2 separate regions of the Mus musculus genome follow, and region 2 is linked to region 1. Evidence: chromatin contacts called from public HiChIP or PLAC-seq data. All regions are on one chromosome and are shown on one strand. The core of a region is the stretch at or near the end of the contact, and the rest is flanking DNA. Distances in the headings are between cores, read along the strand shown.

What was found. HiChIP or PLAC-seq counts read pairs in DNA pulled down with a chosen protein or histone mark.
Region 2: a contact with region 1 is called in an H3K27ac HiChIP or PLAC-seq map of a colorectal cancer cell line, with 8 times the contacts expected there. The contact joins two enhancer-like sites. A contact is called at or near these places in 1 of 15 datasets of contacts at CTCF or cohesin (the NIH/3T3 cell line), 22 of 484 Hi-C or Micro-C datasets (the BV-2 cell line, the C2C12 cell line, the NIH/3T3 cell line and 15 more) and 19 of 115 datasets of contacts at active chromatin or transcription factors (bone marrow-derived dendritic cells, bone marrow-derived macrophages, a colorectal cancer cell line and 13 more).

What each region holds. Positions count from the first base shown.
Region 1 is chr15:25,439,458-25,443,644 of GRCm38.p6, forward strand. All of the region lies in intron 1 of Gm48957 (predicted gene, 48957), which reads left to right. Among named protein-coding and RNA genes, the nearest start is that of Gm48957, 27 kb to the left of the region's middle. Within about 2 kb of position 1,699, at least 45 of the 459 cell types and tissues checked have an H3K27ac peak or open chromatin away from gene starts, as enhancers often do. A contact at or near this core is called in the C2C12 cell line, a colorectal cancer cell line, hepatocytes and 1 more, where this site is marked.
Region 2 is chr15:25,640,555-25,644,741 of GRCm38.p6, forward strand. All of the region lies in intron 1 of Myo10 (myosin X), which reads left to right. Among named protein-coding and RNA genes, the nearest start is that of Myo10, 20 kb to the left of the region's middle. Within about 2 kb of position 1,992, at least 69 of the 459 cell types and tissues checked have an H3K27ac peak or open chromatin away from gene starts, as enhancers often do. A contact at or near this core is called in the C2C12 cell line, a colorectal cancer cell line, hepatocytes and 1 more, where this site is marked.

The DNA.
Region 1 (4,187 bases), core at 449-2,948:
CAAGCATGTGAAAGGCCGTCAAGTGTCGGAAAAGCTGAACAAGTATATTTAGGATAAAACCTCATTCTTTTTTATGGGGTTTTGTAGGTAGTCATTCATTCATTCATTCATTCATTCACTTTGCATCCCAGTATCTGCCTCCCTCTCCTCCCAGTCCTCCCCCACCCCCATCACATGGCTCCCTCCCACAGGGACTCCACAGGAAGACCAACAGAATCTTTTTCTTTAAATCTTGAGTGTAAGCATGTCCATGAGCGATGTTTGTGGACATGTGTGCGCATGCTTGTGTGCAGGAGGGAAGCATGTGTAGTTGTGTAAGTCAGAGAAGACTATTCCCGGTGGTGGGCCTTGACCCCTCCCTTCTTTGAGACAGGGTCTCCTCTCATTGTTCTCTGTTGCATACAACAAGAAGCCAATGGGGAAATTCCCCAATGGGACAATTACTGATCACTTGTGTGAGACCTACATCCATGGCAGATACCCTCATAAGGATACATGTATGGTGTGAAGAAGGTTGGCTTGGTGGGCCATGAGCCCAGAAATGCTAACAGCTTCTCAGAGTGTTAGGATCCGTCTGTGAGCTCTTGGGAATCCTCCAGTCTCAGCTTTGCATCCTGCCCTAGAAGCACTGGAATTACAGATAGTCTACTTTTCATGGGCTCTGGGAACCTGCCTCAGCTCCTCACACTTGCAGCAAGCCCTTAGTGCCCTGTGCCTAATTAAACCTTTCACTAGGGGATAACGAGTGTGAGCCTGAGGAAAAGAAGGCTTGCCCAGAAAAGCAATGGACTCCCGTCCAGCAAAGACTCTCAAAAAGAGAACTGCTGACTTTCATTCAAATCACGACAGGTAAATGCACAAATGCCATTATCCTATAAGGGACAAGGTGACATTATCCATTACTGGATCTCAGAGTGTTAGGATCCGGTGTGACATGCATGGAGTCCCAGGTCACCCTATCTACCTTCTGAGACTTGTGCCCTAGCCTGGGGTTGCATGGCTCATACTGTTACTACTCTTACATTCTCAGTGAGCCTCTGATTGTCCTTCGCCTCGCTGCGGTTAATTACTAACTTTGTAACACGGGAAACTCCAGCCAAGCGATTTTATCCCCTTTCCCACTGTAAGTCAATGAATCCGGGAATCTGTAAATTTCCTTCCACGGAGGCTATGGATCTTTCCTATGAGGTCTTGAATGTAGAACACACTCCAACTCTCTGGAGGGATTCATATAAGGCTCTGTGCTTGTGTGGGGGAGGGGGCGATTAACTAAGCCCCCCAGGTTCCAAGGGTCTCAGAAGTCTACCCCATAAGAGCCCTTGACAAGCCAAGGCCAGTAAGGAACAAGGTCTATAACTCAATGTTTCTCTTAGACCATCCCCTTACACAAGAAAACCCCTGAGTTCTGGTTTCAAGGACATGCCTTTAAAGAGACATGTATGTACCATACCAGAGACTCAAGGGTCTCTTCCCAAACACTTGTCCATATAGGTTGTTGGTTCAGGAGAAACTCTTTTTTAATTACGTGGTAAAATGAAAGAAAACAGCTAACATTTTTTTAAAACCCATAAAACTTCCTTTTCTTTTTGGCTTATTTATGAAATATCCACCCCTGTGGTTCTTCATAGTAGCTTCACAACAACTTTTTGGAAGCATGGACGAAAACTGATCAACCAGAACAAGCATGAATATCACAAAATTCCCGCTAGGGGGCGCTGTAGTTTAAAAAGCTCCAGAACAAACTCAAAACCCCTAATTTAGGTAACACCGGTCATTTTATTAACATGCCAAAAAGGAACTGTTTCTGGGGAACGAAATGCTACTGTTTCTCAGACGTAGCACAGCAAAACAATTTCAGAAGGCACTCACGGGAAAATAAATTTTTAAAAAAAAAGTATTTTTCTGGCCGCCGTTGCTAAAAAGTAGCTGACTGAAGCGCTCAGGGTTGGCCCCAAACTAAGGTCAGAGTGTACGTGCCCCGGAAACCCGAACCAGCCCAAGAATGCGCACGAGGCTTCGAGCCCAAAATATCACGAAAAAAAATCCTACTCTGTGCCTCGCTACTCCGCCCTCATCCCACCCCCCCACCCCACTTCTGCTGATACCCAGAAACAAGAAAAAGTAGGCAAGTGGCAGACCCTTGAAAGTGAGAATTTGGAGTGGCAGAGGTTTAATTTCATTATGTGTCGCATGTGCGCTCCCTGAGGAGGACACAGCTTACTTGTGGAAGGCGTCATGTGACAGGGAAAAAAAGGTCAAGCAGACACCTTCCCCTCTAGCTGAAGCAGAGAGATGCGAAGCGAGTGCCAGGGACCAGAACCTCAGACTCTGATCCAGCCCAAAGTGGTTGATTGCTTTTTCATTAGTCATTTTCAAAACATAAATTATTCATTACTCTAAAAATAAAATCCTAGTCTAGGAGTTGAACACCCGAGGGCTTGGGACAAGGCAAAGGGAAGCCAGGACAGAAATTTTGAACAAAGCTCAGCCAGTGTGCGCGTGCGCACTGGGCACCCCGGCCATCGGAAGCATCCTTCACACAGAAAACCCTCACAGTGCCTGGGGCCAAGGGAACCCTTCCGTTCATTTGGTCAGAGCTAAGGATAGGATAGCATTTCAAACTGCGTCAAGATCCCCTTCCCCATCTTGTGTGATGTTCTTTGGAGATGTAATCAAGTTAAAAAGAAGCCATCAGGGAGAGTCCCCGTCCAGAGTGACTGTCATCTTTCTGAGCAGAGGACGTTTAGAGATACAGAGAGACCTGCCATGGAGCAACAAAGGCAGAGACTGGAGTGGCATATCTATAAAACAAAAGACGCCAAGGACTGGTGACAGCCCAGCAGTCAGGAGCAAAGTGCTGACCAGCTATTGCGTGGAAGCCCCTGGAAACGTCCCTTCCCAGGCCTTGATTCCAGACTCCTAACCCTTGGATCTGTGAGAACACAGGGTCCTGTTGTCCAAGTCACCCGGCTTGTGGTATTTGTTCTGGCAGCCTAAGGACACTAACCCCAAAGTCAGAAAGAAGTCGATGGAACAGAGGAACCCTGTGAAGAGACCCTTAATTAATGCAAGGTCCTGGGACATTCTCTCTGTTCTTGTCTCCCCTTTTCTCTGTTTCTTCCCTCTCCCAGTCAACAGTTCTCGGTGATTTCTGCATCCATTTGTGTGACTTAAAAGACCAAAAAGCTACATAGTCTGCCTGGTGTTTTAAACCACTGTGCTCCCGCGAGTCTCAAAGTATTGCGGTAACTTTTTCCTAATCTTAAGTCATTGAGAAGGGAAAGGTAAGAGGGCAGCATTTACACTCTGTATATAGGCCATTGGCAGAGTGGTTCCTTAGCAAGCACGTGACTCCAGGTTCAATATGTTATATAAGAAAAAAATACTGGGGGGTGGGGAGGAAAGGAGGAAAATAGCACATAAAGATAACATCTCTGAGATGCAAAGAAGAGTTGAATTTCCTATCTTAAGTCCTCATCTTACAGAACTCCGAAGAAAGGATTTCCAGCTCCCTCTTTCACTCGGTTACCCTGTATTATTAATTATCACTTATAAGAATAAATAAATGGCTCAGTGGTAGTGGCACACGCCTTTAATCCCAGAACTCTGGAAGCAGAGGCAGACAGATCTCTGAGTTCCAGGCCAGCCTGGTCCACAGAGTGAGTTCCAGAACAGCCAAAACTAGCTACCAAGAAAAACCCTGTCTCAAGATAAATAAATTAATAAATAAAAAGAATGAATAAATGTTCCCAAATGACAGCTCATAAGCAGCTGCCTTTAGGAGATGGTCTGTGCATGGCAGCATGCCTCCTGAGGACTTTGACGGGGGATGGGCGGTAGGCAGATGTAACCATGGTCCCATGAGAGGCAGTGAAGCTGAAAAATTCCTCTGTCTGGTGTTGTTTGTCTATCCTCTTAGGACCACACACCCCATTGGATGGTTCCCAGATCATGGTTCACTTAGTTGCATCACAGTTGCAACCTAGAAGCTGAAGGTTGTATCATATAGCCTGTGTGTGAAGTAGACTGTACCATCCGGGATTGTAGTTATGAATCACGCAGGGACAAAGTCACCATTTTAACAAGGTATTTCCTAGAATATGTTTAGGTACACAGCTTAGACAGAAACGGCTCTGGTTTCTGAGAAGCCGTAAATCCCAGAACAGAATGGTTCAAGGGCATTGTCA
Region 2 (4,187 bases), core at 742-3,241, 200 kb after region 1:
AGAGTTGCCAGCGTCCACCCATAGGACCAGGAACATTTCCAGGTATCCGTTGCCTGGTGGTGTCCCTTGTGTTGTTGTTGCTTTTCTTTTTAAAAGGACTTTATTTATGTGTGTGTCTGTGTGCATGTGTGTTTTTGTGGGTACCTGTAATTGCCAGAAGAGGGTGCATCACACAGAAGTTGTAGGCAGTTGTTAGCTACCTAGTGTGGGCCCTGAGACTAAAAGACTTGAATCGTCTGTAAGAAAAGCAAATACGTTTAACTGCTGAGTCCTCTAGCCCTTTTTGAGTGGGTGTGTATATTATCTATGTACATGTTCACATGTGTATACACGTGTAGAGGCCAGAAGTCTATGTTGGGTGCCTTCTCTTGCCCTCCACCATATTTTTTGAGACAGAGTTTCTTACTGAACATAGAGCCTGCCAACTGGCTAGGAAGGCTGGTCAGTGAACTCCAGGGATCTTCCTCGGCCCCCCTCCCCCATGCTGGCACAGGGAGCCACGTTACCAGCTAAGCCATTTCCCCAGCCACCATCCTGTCCTGTTTTCTACCACCTCAGCAGCTGCATCCAGAATTTATCTTCGCCTTCTCCCACTGTGTGGTTGGACTTTGCTTTGTCTATGGTATCTGGGACCCGGACTTCTCCCTGCTATGTATCTGAATTGACTACACAGCTGTCCTCACAGCTGTAACTTGCAGAGGAGGCCTGGTTCCATGTCTGCTCTCGTATGTCATGTTGCATACCTGCCCACTCCTTCCAAGCCCATGGCCCAAGGCTGGTGCTACTTGATATCAAATCATCTTTCCAGGCACCTGAGGCTCTGGCCTTCCACTGTCTGTCCCCATCCTCTGGTCACAATGGTGGCATGACTTCCTGTCCTTCAGCTGAGCATGCAGCCTGTGGTGCAGTTTTTCAAAAGGTAACCTTTACTCGTGAACTCAAGTGTCCAATCTAGGGTGAAACTTGGAACGTGTTTCACAGCCGTGACTTTCAGGTGGCCAGCTGCCCAGGGAGAGGCACATGGCTGCAGTCTGAACCGCTCACAGGCAGTTCACCTCCAGAGTTCCAAGAATTATAGCCTGTGCCCCATGGCGCGTCAGCAGAGACATTACTAAGACTCATGATTGTGATATTCTGTGTCCTCTGTGTGTGCACATATGAGAATGCATGTATGTGTGTGTGTGTGTGCATATATGGAGGCCAGAGGTCAACTGCAGATGTGTCTTCCCTTGGTGATCTGCACCTTGTTTATTGGGACAGGGTTTCTCAGTCCTTAATCCAGGCCTTACCATTTCTGTTGCAGTGGCTTATCACTGAGCCCAGGATGCCCCATCACTGCCCTCCCAGTGCTGGAGTTAGAGGAGACAATCACCTACCACACCTCACTTTTGTGGGGGTCCTGGTGATCTGAACTCAGACATTCCTAGCGCCTCCCTCCCATTTAGATCTTTAAGATACATTGGCAAGAGTTTTGAGATAATATGCATAGCTTTTTGTGCCTCTCTGAGATGATGGTCCTGTACATCCTGAGGGTGAGATGGTTTTCTTCTTTTCGGGGAGACCGAAACTGTTTCTGTGCAGGTCTGATGGCCATCAGTGAAGAGGGAAGTGCTTTGAGAACTGTAAGCTCTCTTCTGGACAACTTTATAGAAACCAAAGTGAGGGAGACACACACCATCCCCTCGCCCACCCCCCTCCTGCACACCCCCTGTTTATTTGAGAAATAAACAGAATTTCCTTATGTGGTTGGCAGGTGGCCAGCGAGTGTGCCTACAGCTCAGGAATCATCAAAAACAAACTAACAGAAAAGGCCTGACTTGCTGGAGGCTGTAATTCAATCTGAGGGAGGTGTGTGTGTGTGTATGTGTGTGTGTGTATTTGTGTTCACCCACACACGTGCACGTGCTGGGGGCAGGGTGGCAGAGGGTGTCTGGAAGCTTTAACCCTTGGTGCTATAAATAGAACACTTATTTGGCTGGGTCTAATACAGACGTTTGGAATGGAATTTCTCCTGCTATTTGGTGAGAATTAAGGTATGACTCAATGTCCTGTACCCAAGACTGGCCCACATTCGTACCCACTTTCCTTTCGATCTGAGCCAAGTTTAATTAAAAGCAACACTTGACAAGTCCATTAAATAACTTGAAACACTTCCCTTCAAAACCTTACCATGAATGGAGGCATTATACACAAAACAATGCCCCTTTAAAAACCTGAAGTGAGGGCCAGACTATGCAAAGCACTGGATAAAGTGGGGTGGGGAGGGTGGCAAATCCTGCCCCACACAAGCTGAACCAGGAGCCCAGGAGGGTGAGGGAAGTGAGCCAGGCTGTGTGCAGTAGGGAGCAGTGGGGACTGTGGCAAACAGACCTGGAGAATTAGAGCTTTTTGTTGCAAGGCTTTCTAGGTTCCAAGAAGAGGCGTGATGTGGGTGAAGTGCCCCAAATTGTGTGGCACTGACAGGTAGGTAGTACAACAGGTTTTGGTTTTTAGTGAGCCGCAGACACTATCTGCCTAAAGTTTACGCAGTTTGCACGGGAGAAAGGAGTGGCTTGGGCGGTACTTGAGTTAGCTGTAGTTTTGCCTGTAATATTGCTTGCGGCGTTTGCGACTGTTTGGAGCTGGGACCCACTTCTGGGTTTGGGGATGGGTCCCTGTGCTGTCTGGAATTTTGTCACCTTCCTTATGGCACCGAAACTCAGGTCACCCGTGGTTAGAAACTGGATAGCTCTGTTTTGAAGGCGGGAATGTTATATTTTCCTATTTTAAGAGTTTATGGCCTCCCTCCCTTTTCTAGAGGTGGGAGGTTTGGAGTGACTTCAGAGAAGCAATCAAAGCAATCGCAGAGTGACCACTGCCCCAGCTGAAGGTCACTGTGACTCCATGCACAAGCCCAGGAGTCTGGCCCAGCCTCCATGTGTGTGACTAGCAAGCACCATGACCTGGGTTTTATGTTGATTTCAGCACTCATCCTAAGATGCTGGTCTGTAGGAATGTACGGATTTTCTTGATGTAGCCTCACAGAACATTCCAGAGTCATTTTTATTGGCTTCAGTTTGCAGTTTTGAGTGATTATTACTGGTCCATTCTTTTTTTTTTTTTTTTAAAGATTTATTGTTATATGTAAGTACACTGTAGCGGTCTTCAGACAGACCAGAAGAGGGCGTCAGATCTTATTATGGATGGTTGTGAACCACTATGTGGTTGCTGGATTTTGAACTCGGGATCTTCGGAAAAGCAGTCAGTGCTCTTAACCACTGAACCATCTTTCCAGCCCACTGGTCCATTCTTTCTATTAAAGGTTGCAGAAATAAATTTCATGTGCATGCCAGTGCCTCCTGTCTGTCTCGGCTCCTGTGTGTGACCCAGAGGACAGCCTTGGGTACAGTTCCTTAAGCACTGTTAAAGTCTAAGGTTCCTTAAACTTAAAAAACTTTTAAAAAAAGTGTTTTGCTTTGGGTTGTTGTTGTTGTTTTTCTTTCCCTCCCTCCCTCCCTCCCTCCCTCCCTCCCTCCCTCCCTCCTTCCTTCCTTCCTTCCTTCCTTCCTTCCTCATTTTGAGGCGGGGTCTCTGGCTGGCTGGCCGTGAGCCTCGGGGACCTGCCTGCCTGCCTCCCCTTCCTGGCATTTGGATCACACACACATGCTACCAAGCACAGACTTTTTAACAGACTGGAATGCAGGTGCTTGTGCTGAAGCACTTTGGTAGCTGAGCTGACTTCCCAGCCCTAGAGACAGATTTTCAGCCTCAGGGTCTCAGAAGACCTGAAGTTTTGAGAACCTGAGGTTGTGTGGCTGTACACTTCCTTCCCTCTTCCTCCACACTCCTGTGTGGTAACACACCACAGCAGAGCTTTCCCAGTCCCTGTGCTGGCTAAGTTGAAAATCCAGACCAGAAATTGTATGCTTGCCTTCCTCTACACTGAAGATGTGTATTCTAAGTGTTGCTTTTATAGATGCCTCTGTCATTTAATGTAAATATCTTATACAAACATTTTAGCATTGTCCCACTGGCTTGTTTGGATATGGTAGCCCCAAGAACTCATTTAGGGATGAGTGGAGATTGTCTCCCTGTGTAAGCCCTTCAAGTGTTTCCAAGATGTCATCTAACAGTGGCTCTCTAGTACAAAGTGTGGCAGTCCCTGCATCTTTCTTTTTGTGTCTCCATTGGGCTTCTTGGACATTCCA